Linked DNA regions of Rattus norvegicus: region 1 is linked to region 2. Evidence: chromatin contacts called from public Hi-C data. All regions are on one chromosome and are shown on one strand. Each heading gives the region's core, a stretch centred on a gene start, on an enhancer-like site or on the middle of the called end of the contact. The rest is flanking DNA. Distances are from core to core; before and after follow the strand shown.

Region 1 (7,032 bases), core at 1,560-4,059, 52 kb after region 2:
CCCAAAGCTCTCCTCAAACTAGAGTCAGTCACTGAACAGCACAAACAGAGTCAGCTCTGAAGTGCTGGTGCCTTCCCTGGTGCCGAGAACCTGAAAGCTAGAAGGGGCGTGCACAGAAGTGCACACCAAGCAGGCTTTTGGTGGCATCTATACAGGACACTTAGCTGTGGCTCTGGCCTCAGGGGAGGCATCCTCGGAGTGGCTTAGTAGGGACAGCATTCCCTTTCACAACACCCGTACATCCGAATTTCATGCTAATTTTTTTGTTTGTTGTAAAACATATGGGCTTTTCTATGCCTGCCCTTGCTCTGAAATAATGGCATGGGGACCTATATTCATTATAAACGTCTGGCACTGTAGCTGGGCAGGTATTAAGCTATTCTAACTTGACAATGAGCCTGGCTTACTCCCCGTCATGTGTCCCACCACCTTAGACTTCATCTGACATCTCCTTTATTAGTGTACTGATGGAGACTCTCAGGATCCCACCTGAAACCCTTTCCTTCTGTCCAGGCACGGAAGCCCCGCCTTATCCTCTCCTGGCCAGCTATAGGCTATTCAGCTCTTTATTTAACCAATCAAATGATGGCAAACAATGCTTTACAAAATACTGTGCCTTACAAAAGTCTGAACTGCTACCAGACCTCTGTGTATAGGATTCAGCATATGGATACGTAGTGCACAAAAGCATCCCCAACAGTTTTGTTTGTTTGTTTATGACAGAGTTTCTCTATGTGTTCTTGGTTTGTCCTAGAACTCACTCTGTAGACCAGGCTGACCTAGAACTCATTAAGGTCTTCCTGCCTGTTTCTCAAGTGCTGGGATTAAAGGCATGTACCATACTGCCCAGCATCCATATTGATTTTTAATGAAAAGTGCCAGTTTGCCTATTACCTGCCTGCCTGGGTATCTATTCCAATGATTCCTTTTTCCCCCCATAACTTTACATGTATGATTATCTTAGAAGGTGTGGTTGCTGTGTTTGTTTGTTTGGTTGGTTTTTTGCTTTTTGTTTTGTTTTGTTTTTTGTCTGTTTAAAATAGCATTCCTTTGTTTCAGTGTGTTTCTCCAGTAATCAGTTAGTGAGCTTGTTAGTCACTTGGACTTTTTCTCTTAGTCATTCTTTGTGTACACATGTTTGGGGGGGAGCGGGGAGGCAGAGGAAGACACACTGTGTGCCGCTCTACCACTATCTACTGTATTCCTTTGAGACAGTTTCTCAACTAAGGCTGGAGCTAGGTTCCTGGCCAGCAACCCGCTGCAATTCTCCTGTGTTTCTCACACTCAGCAAATTACTTTGCCCACCGAACATTCTCCCCACCCCTCCTTTCAACTCTTTAAGATGTGTTGTTTCTTCTCCCTCCTCCTCCATGACAAGCCTCTAATATGTCTGAAAGCTGGAGTAGCCCCTCGGTCACCCTGCCTAATGCCCATATCTGTGCTCGGCCGTGATCATTGGCCTCTGTGCTTTTCATGCTAAGCTGTGTCCTCAGAGGGGCACCAATGTGAGGGTTTAAACTCGGCCCATGCCGGGACAGACAGCAAGACAACATGGGTCTACGTGGAAAGGTTTAATGAGAGAAGAGGAGAGGAGAGGAAAGGAGGCAGGCCATGGGCACGTGGTGGGAAGGGGAAAGGGTGATGGGGGAAGGGGGCAAGAACAGAGAAGAACAAAGAGAGAAGATAGAGAGGAGGGAGCAAGCAGCCCCTTATATAGTCAGGCCCAGCTGGCTGTTGTTAGGCAACTATGGGGCGGAGCATACCTGGCTGTTCCCAGGTAGCTGTGGGGGTGGAGCTTAGACAGAACCAACACTGTCCTCCTGGAGGGACTCTGCACTTAACGCTAGAAGTGGATCAGCTGCTTCCTCTATTGACCAAAAGTTTATTCCTTTTCTTTCTTTCTTTCTTTCTTTCTTTCTTTCTTTCTTTCTTTCTTTTTTTTTTTTTTTTTTTTTTTTTTTTTTGCCTGAGGATTGGGAGGTGAGATAAGAAGACTAAGCATAGAGTCATCAGGCTTCAAAGTCCGAGCTGGTCACTGTCTGATCCTTGCTGACACAGATCGACCATCCTCATAATAGCTTTGTCTTTTAAAATTATTTTATTCCCATTGGAAAGAAGACAACTGGATGGGTTTTAGATTAGAGATTGTTGTGCGCGCGCGCGTCCGCAAGCTCGTGCACACGCACTCGCGAGCGGTGAGCATTATGAACCTGTGATGGCCGGAGGTTGACACTGGATGCTTTCCTTTATTGTTCTCTACCTAGTAATTTGAAACAAAGTCCCGGAGCTCGCCTTTTTGACTGGACTGGCTAGCCAGGGAGCCTCCAGGATCCTCCTGTTTTCCTACCCAGTCCCAGTGCTGGATTACTGAAGCATGCCACCACACCTCGTTTTTACATGGGTGCTGTGGATCTGACCTCAGGCCCTTATGCTTGCTCAGCAAACCCTTTACCCCCTAAGCCTTCTCCCCAGCCTGAGACTTGGAATCTTAACTCGCCTAAGAGCTAAGCGTCTGCCTCTCAGGCCAGGCCCTGATTTGCCCTTTAGGGAGGGGTGTATTCCCGGGGTGAGGTGGGGGTGGTGACTGAATGTTGAGTCTTTCCCTGGGCTCAGCAGCTTAGAGGACTCTGACTGATGGAGAACTAGGGAGAAAATACAAATGACCCCATTGAGCTTGCTGTGCCACGGGGGCTTCCGGAGGGAACAATAGCCTCTATGTCTGTGTCTTCTGAGGGCCGGAAGCCCCCAGTGCTTGGCCTATGGATGAGTCATACACGCTCTCTCCTGGCTCAGCTTTGTTATGCCTAAGGATCTTTTAGTCCAGCCTGAAACCGGATGACCTCATCCTCAGGGGCTGGGGAAGCCCTGTCTCTTCAGCCTCAGGGAAACAAATTCTCCTCCCACCCTCAGCTCAGACGCTGATCCTGGCCTTGAGTGAGTTCCTGGAGCTGCCTAGCGTCCGGTGTCCCCTCACCACTTCCAAGAGCCTCGGCCCCGTGTGTACCACAGGGAAACGGTGGGGAAAGTCCCCTTTGTTCTCTCTGACAGTCTGTATCTGGTGGCCACCCAGCTTTGGCTGTGTCTTGTGGAGTTTCCTGTACTCAAGTGAAGCTGCCATCACCACCAGCCCCCACCCCACCCGAGTACAATTAGGAATGCCCCCCACCCCACCCCCACCCCGTGAGTGGCAGGAAACCGGGGTGGGGTGGGGCGCTCCTGCACGGCTTCCTCTGATCCGCTTGTGATGGAATAGGACCCAATTGTCCATAGGACTGGGGCACTAAAACTTGAATTCTTCCGAGTGGTTATTGCTTCTGTTCATCTTTGAGTGCTCACCCCATTGGTGGGCATAGAACAGGGCCCGTCTACCACCTGTGGCGGTGAGAACTGACTTTCCCTTGCCAAGCCTCAGTTTCCACTCCTGTGGAACCATATTGCTCAGAGAACCGTGAGAGGTGTGGACAAGATTTATATAGGCGGGGAATGTGGCTCATGGCCTGCCCTCAGTAAACCACAGTCACCTCCATTTCATTCCCTGCAGCTTTGTGGAGGCTCTTACACGGTGTTCCTTCCATCAGACTTCCTTCACCTCCTTGACACGTTTCCTCAGGACACAGAGTGAGTGGAGACACCTGGAGAGCCTCTGGGGAACTGCCCTAGTTGCCTGAGTGTCAAGGAGTGTGCCATAGCTGCCTCGGCGGCGGAGGTACTGTATTTGTTAGTAACCATGGTGAGCGATCCTTACCGTGAGATCTCAGCCCAGAGAGCTTTGGCTGTAGGTGTGGAAAGTCTAGACCTTGGGTTCCAAGTAGTAGGTTGTGGGGCTTTTCCTTGAGGCCCACAGAAGAGAGGTCCTTCTATATAGTTGAATCATGTCTTACTTCTCAGAGTAGGTAGGGCATCAGGTAATAATGGTCAAGGGAAGCCATTAGGTCATGAATGTACTAGGTCAGAAACACAGATGGAATTGAGTCTTTCCACAATGTCAGAGTTTACTGAAGGATAATGAACGCACCAACTATGTTTGTTTCACTGATTACAATTTACTGAGTGGTCTTGATTTTACTAAATAGTACGGTTGTTGGCAAGCCAAAATGTGTTTATTCTAGTCTTGATGAGTTTGAACTCTCAGACCACACATTATACTTCACGTGAAGGGTGTGTGTGTGTGTGTGTGTGTGTGTGTGTGTGTGTAGTGTGCATTACAACATGGTTACAAAGGGTTTAAGAGGCACAGGGTTCAAAGAAGCTGAGGTAGAAAACTGACGTAAATACAGAGGTCGGACATGAATGAACCCAGGTGGAGGCTCACAGAGCTGAGCCTGAGCCACAGGTCCACATAGATGACCTGCAACTCTCAAGGCAAGGTACAAATAGGTGAACGGACAGAAACCCAGAGACTGTGTAAGCTAAGCCCTGTATAAACTGACGTACGCACGCAATGGGACGGGTTGGTGGCACCATTGCCATCCCATTCCTCTTATTTCCAGGTTGTTGCATCTTTCAATGACCGTCTGTGTTTAATACGTTCACAGGCCTGGTTCCGGGCTTTCTTTAATGATTTTAATCTGCCCATGCCCATATGTTCCTCATCCACTTCGGTAAGTTCCAAGGTGGTTTTCCCTTACCTGCACGGCTAAGTTATCAGTCTTTGTTCCATGGTTTAATTTGTAGATCTAGTGTTGTCCATGTGCACAAAGACACAGAATCACTCTGCCTCTGTTGTGTATTCAAGTTGGAGCCAACGATGCCTTGTGAGCTGGATTCACCCAGGGCAAGGCTCAGCATGAAAACCTGTTTCACACAATTTCCATCTGGGCTTGATCCCCCCGAATTCCCACCTCTGCACCAAGCCACCTCCGGAGCCCCAGTTCTGTAACAAGAACTTTGTCCTGCCTGCATTCTAGCCTACAACCAGGGCACGGAAAGTTCCCTGAAGGAAAATGACACCATTCTGAGTGTTCCACACTGAGCTTTCCGGCCTGCTGGATCATCGTGAGACACCAGATACATTTCTATTCTCTTGGCTTTTGCAAAGCCATGACTGCTCCTGACCACAGAACAGCACAGCTGTGAAGGAAGTTACAGAGACACAGTGGAGAAATTTGAGAGAAGAGGCCATCCTGGGACAAACCTAGACAGGTCTTTGCTTGTCTTTGTTAATAAACCAGTATCTCTGTTACCCAACTACATAACACACTCAACCTGGCTCGAGGTTGGGAGTGGAGTCTTGGATAAAACCCCTCACACTACATCCTTCGGTCTACTGGGAGGAGTTGTTCCTCTAGGATCTTGATCTAGTTAAAGTTTATGTCCAAGGGTAGCAGGAGAATAGACACTCCGGATTGTAACATCAAGATTAACAGACGACAGGCTGGAGAGATGGCTCAGCAGTTAAGAGCACTGACTGACCTCCCAGAGGTCCTGAGTTCAATTCCCAGCAACCGCATGGTGCCTCACAACCATCTGTAATGGGATCTGATGCCCTCTCTGGTGGGTCTGAAGAGAGTGTACTTATATACATTTAAGAAAAAAGTTAAAAAAGAAAAGATTAACAGGGGCAAAGTTTGCAGAGGCAAACTAGAAATCCGTCTTCACAATAGGCTTCATCTGAGGAACAGACCATCTGTGGGAAAAGCCAGGAAAATACAAAGAAGTGAACTGGGTGTTATATAAATATCACATAAAGGGCTCTGGGCCACAGGGCTTCTTGCCTCAGCTCATTAGCCCAATCCCTTGTTTGTCTTTCCCCTTCTTAATAAGCTGTCTCAATTTCTGCTTCTAACCATGTGTCCCTGGTGTTTTGTGGGTCACAATAGCTTAGAACCGGGTACCCTCTCCACTTAGATTCTCAGCATGGCATCCCGAAACATGTTTTCCCTGACTCTCTGGGCTGTCCTGCTGCCTCCATTCCTAACTTAGAAGACATGCCTTCTCCCTCTCCTCGATTCCTCAAAAAAAAACACTGCCCATGCCTAAAGAAAATCTTGGCTAATTGATGTGAAACCTAGGTAAACCCCTGAGGATCTTGTTCTGCCCTGACCAATAGCTTGGGTGGAACCCAGAGACTTTGGTCTCTTTGGGGCCAAGTTTGGGGCTGAAACTGAACCACTTCAGGCAACGATGGGTGCCTCTTCCTATCCTTTTCTTACTCAACTGTCAGGGCCTACCCGTACTTTTTTTTTTTTTTTTTTTTTTTTTTGGTTCTTTTTTTTTTTTCCGGAGCTGGGGACCGAACCCAGGGCCTTGCGCTTCCTAGGCAAGCGCTCTATCACTAGCTAAATCCCCAACCCCCGGCCTTCCCGTACTTTAATGCTGAATCAATAATACATGAGCATCAATTTACAACATCCCCAGTTCTCGACCTCCTTGGAATCACGTGTTGGGCCTGCCCTGAACTGCATCATACCTCAGTCTAGGCCCAATGGACAGCCCTGCTTCTCCTGTATGCCCAACTCTAGCAGCCCTTTCTCTAAGAAATTTAGCACTAAACACTAAATAAACACCACTTCCATCCCTCGGAACAGTGTTGGGCCTCTATAGTAATACTTGCTGAATGTAGGCTCTGGGGTCATTCCCTCAGCCAGCTGTAGAAATTACTTAGCTCATGGTTCTCTCCCCATCTTGAAAATGGATGTGAAAGAAATATGTGTTACATAAGGGCTGAAGAGATGCTTTCGTGGTTAAGAGCATGTGTTTTTTTTCCAGAAGGCTTGGGTTTGATTCCCTGGATCCACATGGTGGTTCACAACTATCAATAGCTCCAATTCCACAGGGGACCTGATAGACTTTTTGTAATTTTAATCCGGCAACATGGCTGCTCTGGCAAGGGATCACATTCAAAAACATTCTAGGTCTGTGTGATCCAGCTGGAATGCAGACGTGCTCTGGACTACAGTATGATCTGGCTGGCACACTGACACACCCACAGTAAACATGTTTAATCCTTAACAGTGAAGGTGAGGTTAGTGTGGAGAAGACAGCAGCCATGTTAGTGACAAAGTGACAAATCAGAGAGAGACTTGACAGAAT
Region 2 (7,167 bases), core at 1,069-3,568:
CCTGACAGTGCTGAGGGTGAGCCCCTGACAGTGCTGAGGGTGAGCCCCTGACAGTGCTGAGGGTGAGCCCCTGACAGTGCTGAGGTTGAGCCCCTGACAGTGCCGAGGGTGAGCCCCTGACAGTGCTGAGGTTGAGCCCCTGACAGTGCTGAGGGTGAGCCGTATGTCTGCGGACAGCTGGGTGGAGGCATTGGCCTTGGGTAGTGTAGGAGGACGAATGCTCAGAGCCCCAGTGACTCAAATCCAGATGAAGTGATTGACCCCATCCATCCAACACTTAGCATACGGTTCTTGTAATGGCGCCGCCACAATGTTCTTTCCAGCATTTACTCTGACCTCCCCTGCCTTCCAGGGTTCCTCAAGACAGACCATAGTCTGTGAGCAAAGTTCCACGAGGGATGGCTCCCCCGTCCCTCTTCTCACCCGTGCCTAGCGAGGTGTATGCTCCTGATTAGGCCACAGTCGGGCTCCTTCACGGTGCAGGGTGACTGACAGCCGGTCTGCCAGAGATGCCCCTCTACCCTCAGCCACTGGGTCAGCTGCTTGCTTCCATTACCTCCGTCCGTTCCTCCCTGCATCCTCACCGACTTCACGGTGTGCTCCAGCCTGGTTTTTCTTAGGTGGAATGACCTGTGTCTGGGACTGACTGCTCAGCTCACGGCCTCTGGGAAGGTTGCGAGTGCATCTTAAGTGGTGGGGTCTGTCTGTATCACCTAGAGCAGGCACCTCTACATGGGAGGAGCGGGTGGGGTGGGGAAGGGAGGAGGAGGAGGGGGGAGGAGGAGTGGGGAAGAACAGGAGGAGGAAGAGGTGGTGGTGGTAGTGGTGGAAGAGGGGGAGGAATGGACAGGCTGCTTGCAGCTGAAAAGCTGGCAGAGGGGTGTTGTTAGAAGAACTGCCTTTGTAAACATGAGTGCTGACACTGCAGCTCTGACCCCTTATTTCCTGTCTTATAACTGTCTGCCTGCCTGCCTGCCTGCCTGCCTGCCTGCCTGCCTGCCTGCCTGCCTGCCTGCCTGCCTGCCTGCTTTCCTGCCTGCCTGTTTCTCCTCTCCTTCCAGTCAGCTAATCTGTCTTCCTTCTCTTTGATGACTATCCAGCTACACAGGACAGATGCCTATCTATCTGACTGTCAGTCTGTCTGTCTTGCTGCCTGCCTTCTTCCTTCTAGTATTTGCTGAACACCTTTCTGCAGTGTTGGGATCAATCAGACAAGACCCTGGGGGCTTCCAGGTCCCCTCGCGTCCCTTGTGTCCCCTTTGGAGAGCTGAGAAATTGGAGGACAGGACAGCTCAGTGGGCAGACAGTGCTGACGGAACGCTCTTGTGCCGAACATCTGCTTTGTTTCAGTTCAACAAAAATCGCAGATATCACCAAGGAGGACAAAGATGTGAGAGGGAAACTTGCCCAGAAGGGAGGTCTAGCCTCATCTGTGCTGTCCAGGTCAGACTGAGCCGAAATGGAAAAGTGGTTGAAACCTCCCTCACCTGGCTTCCCGCCTGTTCTCTCATACTTCCCTTCTTCTTCCCGAGTTCCCTACTCGGTGCTTCCTGCCGTTCTTGATCCATAGGAAACTTTGCTCCCCTGCCCTCTGGGCCTTTTGAGTGGGTACCATGTGTGTTGGGCCCTCAAAGGAGGAGGTTTCCGAGTGGGCGAGCACCTGAGGGTTACATTCCAGAGCCATGCCCACAGTTCCAGGGCCCTCTAGGAATACTGACACAGGGAGTCTGGACTCTGGACATCCTTGCTAGGGCCATGGCCTCTGTCAGTCACCAGGACTGTTGATTCTGCCTGATAGATAAAAATGTAGGGAGCCCTCCCACGAGGAGCAGCCGAGTCCACACTGTGCGTCTGAGAGGAGCTAGAGCGGAGGCTTTCTGAAGGGTGCTCACTATCAGGTTAGAGATCCTCACTCCCTCACCCGCCCCAGCACCACAAGCAGAGCAGAGCCCTGTCAGCACTTCACCGTGGTGACCCCGTTGACAGAAGAAATTTTTTGCAAATACTGCAGTAGGGACACAGATGCCATCACTGTTGGAATGTGCCACTCTCTCCCCAGAGGACAGCAAGGACAGTTCTGTTCATAGGACACTGAGAGTAAGGAGCAAGATCCTAAGTAGTAACCACCCTACTCCCAGCCCCCAAATATCCTGCCTGCTGGGCAACCTCCACTGGACACTCGATGCCTCTGAACCAGGAAGGCTTCTGGGAAAATAGTCTCCTCAGAGTCCCTGGCTTTGCAGCACCCAGGGACCTGGTATTTTTATCTGCCACTGGAGAGCCTGTGGTACAGTTTTTGACAGTGGCCAGCCCCTGCGCAGTTTGCCACTGTGCTGCCAAAATGAGCTCAGAGATGACCTCAGTCCAGTGGAACTAGCTGCCAGGCATTCAGGAGAAAATGATCCCGGTTTCCAGTAAAAAAAAGAAAAGAAAAGAAACTTTTACGGTTTGTAGGAATCTTAAAATGCCTAATGTGGGTGGCAGCCCCCGTGCATGAGGTCAGCTTGTTAAAACAAAACTAAGTTTGTGATCCGGCATTGGAGACGTTGTCACTAAGGCAGTCCAGATCATGTGACCCAGCAACGTAGAGCTAGCCTAGCCACCTGGATCAAGAAGTAAAACTGCAAACCTCAGGAGCCTCCCTGGTGACCCTCGGTTTCCCACCACAAGCATCCCAGGGCAGGAGCTCATCAGTCAGTGAACTGGTGTGGCACAGCCAGGCCCAGCTGACTGCAGAGGAACTTCAGAAAGGAGTAGGTTACCCAGGGGAACCATTGAGTAGCCAAGAAGGACGGCAGGTACACTACTGAGAGATGGGTGGTGAAACAAGGGCTTAGGCGGTGGGGTGGTTAATACTGTCAGTCTAACAGGACAGAGGATTAACCAGCCTCTAGGAGGATCGGAGAAGGGTTTTTGGATTGGATTAATTGAGGTCGGAAAACTCACTCTAAGTATTGGCAGCACCGTGGTATGGTCTGGTGTCTGGGACTTCATAAAAGGGATAAAGCAAACCAAGCACTGACAATGGCTGCCGTGTGGCCAGCTGCACCTGTCACGCTGACCGCCCCACCCCCATGGTAGACTGTACCCTCAAACCATGAACCCGTACAATCCCTGCCTTCTTCAAGTTGTTCTGTCATTGTTGTTGTTCACTGTTTCGTCACAGAGAAAAGTGGGGGCTGGAGAGATGGCTCAGAGGTTAAGAGCACTGACAGCTTGTTCAGAAGTCCTGAGTTCAATTCCCAGCAACCACATGGTGGCTCACAACCATCTGTAATGGGATCTGATGCCCTCTTCTGGTGTGTCTGAAGACAGCGACAGTGTACTTATATAGAATATATAAATCTTTCACTAACACAGGCTTCTTCCTGCTCTCCTAGACCCTACCCCTTGAACTTTGAGCCCCAAATCACATTTACCCCATGTCTAAGTAGCTGTGGAGAGCAGCCTTCTGAACCCGAGCCCCAGGGGGTTAGGGACCCCCACTGCCTTAGTTAGTTAGGGGTTCCATTGATACCATGACCAAGGCAACTCTTATAAAGGACAATATTTAACTGGGGCTGGCTTACAGGTTCAGAGGTTCAGTGCATTATCAAAGCAGGAAACATGGCAGCATCCAGGCAGGCGCGGTGCAGGAGAAGCTGAGAGTTCTACAGCTTGTTCCAAAGGCAAGCAGGAGAAAACTGCTGTCTTCCAGGCAGCTAGGAGGAGGGTCTCAAAGCCCACCCCCACAGTGACACACTTCCTCCAACAAGGCCACACCTACCCCATCAAGGCCACACCTGCTCATATGTTCCTCGGCATCCAGAAGGCCCAGCTGAGCTGGAGATCTGGGAATGACCAATAGGCCACTCGTGCACTCGTGAGAATCCTTACCTTGTGTTTTATCTCCAGCTCCAAGAAGCCTAAGAAACACCAAGAAGTGGCCATGAGGACCAAGCCTTCACCTCGGCTCACCATCTTTGACGAGGAGGTAGACCCTGACGAGGGGCTCTTTAGCTCAGACAAGAAGGTGTCCCCTCGGAGACCTCTGGGGACCACAGAGGACCGTGAGTACTGTGTTGTCCCTGCTATCGGCTTAGCGCTTGGTGAACATCTGCGTCCCTGAGCAAGTGGGTCTAAACCTTGTCCTGTTTCGATGGAATACAGATTAGAGTGTAGAGATTTCCCGCTGGTGTCCCTCACGCCTGGCATCCCCACAGGCTGCAGCATTTGGGGATTACATACTCACTCGGAATGTTCTACAGAGCAGAGAATGACAGGTTTCTTAGTTGCTTAGAGACCTAGTTCCTTAATTACATCTGCAACCTCAAGGGCACTGGAGCTCCCTGAAACTGTTTAATGGAAAGTGGATACTGACCTACCTTGGGCATGCATGTGACTCTGTATAATTTTTAATTCTCATGAGTGTGTGCCACCCACGTAGATTCTACTGCAAGGCGTGGTGCAGGGTTCAGAGGAGGTGCTTAGCGGCTTTGGGACTTTTCCGTGTATCTCTGACCTTTGCTCACGCCTGCCCAGGTCCTTCTCCCCAGGGGAAGAATTGATGATTCATCCAATGCTTAGCGAGCGTCCACCAAGGGAAGATCCATGGGGAGATAAAGATAGATAATATCACCCAAAAATTCAGCACAGCCCAAGTCTCTTTCGGGGATGAGCAGAAACACGGGTTCCCATAGGACCGTAGGCATCCTGGGAGAGAGTACAGCGGTGAATCCCAAAAGCCAGGAGGCTTAACCAGGTCCACTGGGAAAAGACGCTTCAAGTAAAGACATGATCGACACTCCCAAAGTGCAGCTCCTGTGGGACAGGTTGGCTTCCTGAAGATGGATGGGCCTTGTGGGTAATTTTTGTCTGTCGCCTCTGCTCATCACCCACGACCTTGACAAGACCTGTGGCTGGTGGGTGCCCCTCAGTGCCCGCTCGTTAGCACTGGCCTGCCAGAACTTCGAGGAGCCTGGTGCAGTGTCCTGAGAAGCCACTTCTGCCAGCAGTGAGAAGCCCTCGAGGACTGGAACAGAGCCAGGCCAAAGCGGACAGGCCTTATAGAGACGCTGTGTCCTTGCCTGCCTTCTGCTTTCCTGCCCACTCACTCGGGTGCAATAGGGGGCTTAGCAGGCCTGCTGTCTGGCATCTGAGGATAGACAAGCACTTTCTTTATCGTCTGCTGTGTCCTCTCTTCCCACAGCCCTGAAGCTGTTTGACGACCCTGACCTAGGTGGGGCTGTCTCCCTGGGTGACCCTTTACTGCTGCCGGCTGCCCATGAGAGTAGAGGGCCCACATCCAGCCCAGAACACAGGGATGCCTCCAAAGAGCTGTTCAGGTACCGTCGTACCCCAGGAAGACTTCTCTAGCTTGTAACCCAAGTGGTAGTGCGTTTTACCAGCTTCAGCTCACAAGGGAGGAGGGATCCAGGCCTGGCCAAGTCTAGCAGCCATGAGTGGCTAAAAGGGGGTGAGGATTTGCTGGGAGAAAGCTGTGGGCAACGAGGGCAGCCCCACTGGTTCCACGAACTACACTCATTTTCTTCTCACACTTCTATTTTAATAGCTTTTTTTTTAAAGATTTATTTATTTTTATTATATCTGAGAGTACACTGTAGCTGTTTTCAGACACACCAGAAGAGGGCATCAGATCACAGATGGTTGTGAGCCACCATGTGGTTGCTGGGAATTGAACTCAAGATCTTTGGAAGAGCAGCCAGTGCTCTTTTTTTTTTTTTTTTTTTTTATTAACTTGAGTATTTTTTATATACATTTCGAGTGTTATTCCCTTTCCCGGTTTCCGGGCAAACATCCCCCTCCCCCCTCCCCTTCCTTATGGGTGTTCCCCTCCCAACCCTCCCCCCATTGCCGCCCTCCCCCCAACAGTCTAGTTCACTGGGGGTTCAGTCTTAGCAGGACCCAGGGCTTCCCCTTCCACTGGTGCTCTTACTAGGATATTCATTGCTACCTGTGACGTCAGAGTCCAGTGTCAGTCCATGTATAGTCTTTAGGTAGTGGCTTAGTCCCTGGAAGCTCTGGTTGCTTGGCATTGTTGTACATATGGGGTCTCGAGCCCCTTCAAGCTCTTCTAGTTCTTTCTCTGATTCCTTCAACGGGGGTCCTATTCTCAGTTCAGTGGTTTGTTGCTGGCATTCGCCTCTGTATTTGCTGTATTCTGGCTGTGTCTCTCAGGAGTGATCTACATCCGGCTCCTGTCGGTCTGCACTTCTTTGCTTCATCCATCTTGTCTAGTTGGGTGGCTGTATATGTAGCAGCCAGTGCTCTTAAACGCTGAGCTATCTCTCCAGCCCTTAGTAGCTTCAGTAAAGGAATAAATTACACAATTCATGAGCGAGTATAATTGGTATAAGTGGGTTCGGGAACAAATAAAACTGACCCTCAATACACTACAGCATACTCAGAGAGAACAAAGCACAAATGTACTTCAGAACCATGGCCCAGTCCACCAGGAGGGTCCCATCAGAGGGAGGGGAAAGCCACAGTTAATCTGTTACAAGAACGTTGGTGTCAGATGCAGAAAAACAAAACAAAGCCCACTATTTCCTTAGAGCTTACTGTGTGTTTGGCACTGTGAGAAATTTGCTTTACCACAGATATTCTTACTTACCCCTTGCTCGACCCCTAAGATAGGCGCTGTTCTCTGCAACTACAGAAAATAGTATAGGAAAGATCACCTGCCCCAGGCCACCACTCCTGGCAGGCTCTGTCACCACCTCTCTGCTCCAGCGGAAGCCCTGAGCCCTCGGAGAAGAGGGAGAGAGACCTGCCTTCCTGTCTCAGGCTGTGGCTCTCCCTGACTTCTCCTTGCACCACAACCTGATTTCCGGTTGCTCCCACTATGGCGTCTCATCCTCCTTTTCCCTGCCCTCCAGGGTGCAATGAGTGTCTGGTGAGGTGCATGAAGCAGAGCTGCCCCTTTCCAGGAATAGTTTAAGTGGCACTGGGGCCTCAGAGGCTGTCATCCGCACCCCTCGTTAGCAGCCCCAGGCTATTACACAGCCCTCTAAGCGCCCGCCAAGCCTGAGTCACCTCGCTGGCGTCTTGTATTTACATCTCCCAGAGGCCCCTGGCATCTGTTCACTCTCTCCTCCTGTGTCCTCGCTCCTGACGTCCTGCTGTCTGGGAGGGGCCAGGATGGCTGTTATTCCATTAGGGAAGAAA

The links. Hi-C and Micro-C count contacts between places; a contact is called where the count stands out from the background.
Region 1: a Hi-C map of Schwann cells shows a contact between it and region 2, with 4 times the contacts expected there. The contact joins two enhancer-like sites. A contact is called at or near these places in 4 of 12 Hi-C or Micro-C datasets (the Rat2 cell line, Schwann cells and liver).

What each region holds. Positions count from the first base shown.
Region 1 is chr6:36,981,857-36,988,888 of GRCr8, forward strand. No RefSeq gene overlaps it. Among named protein-coding and RNA genes, the nearest start is that of Hs1bp3, 74 kb to the left of the region's middle. Within about 2 kb of position 2,810, at least 48 of the 93 cell types and tissues checked have an H3K27ac peak or open chromatin away from gene starts, as enhancers often do. A contact at or near this core is called in Schwann cells, where this site is marked.
Region 2 is chr6:36,929,958-36,937,124 of GRCr8, forward strand. It overlaps Hs1bp3 (HCLS1 binding protein 3), which reads left to right. Exons shown (of 7, transcript NM_001398778.1): 5 at 3,895-4,049; 6 at 5,189-5,324. LOC134479336 (a long non-coding RNA gene) reads right to left here. Exons shown (of 2, transcript XR_010052521.1): 2 at 6,093-6,303. Among named protein-coding and RNA genes, the nearest start is that of Hs1bp3, 22 kb to the left of the region's middle. Within about 2 kb of position 2,319, at least 47 of the 93 cell types and tissues checked have an H3K27ac peak or open chromatin away from gene starts, as enhancers often do. A contact at or near this core is called in Schwann cells, where this site is marked.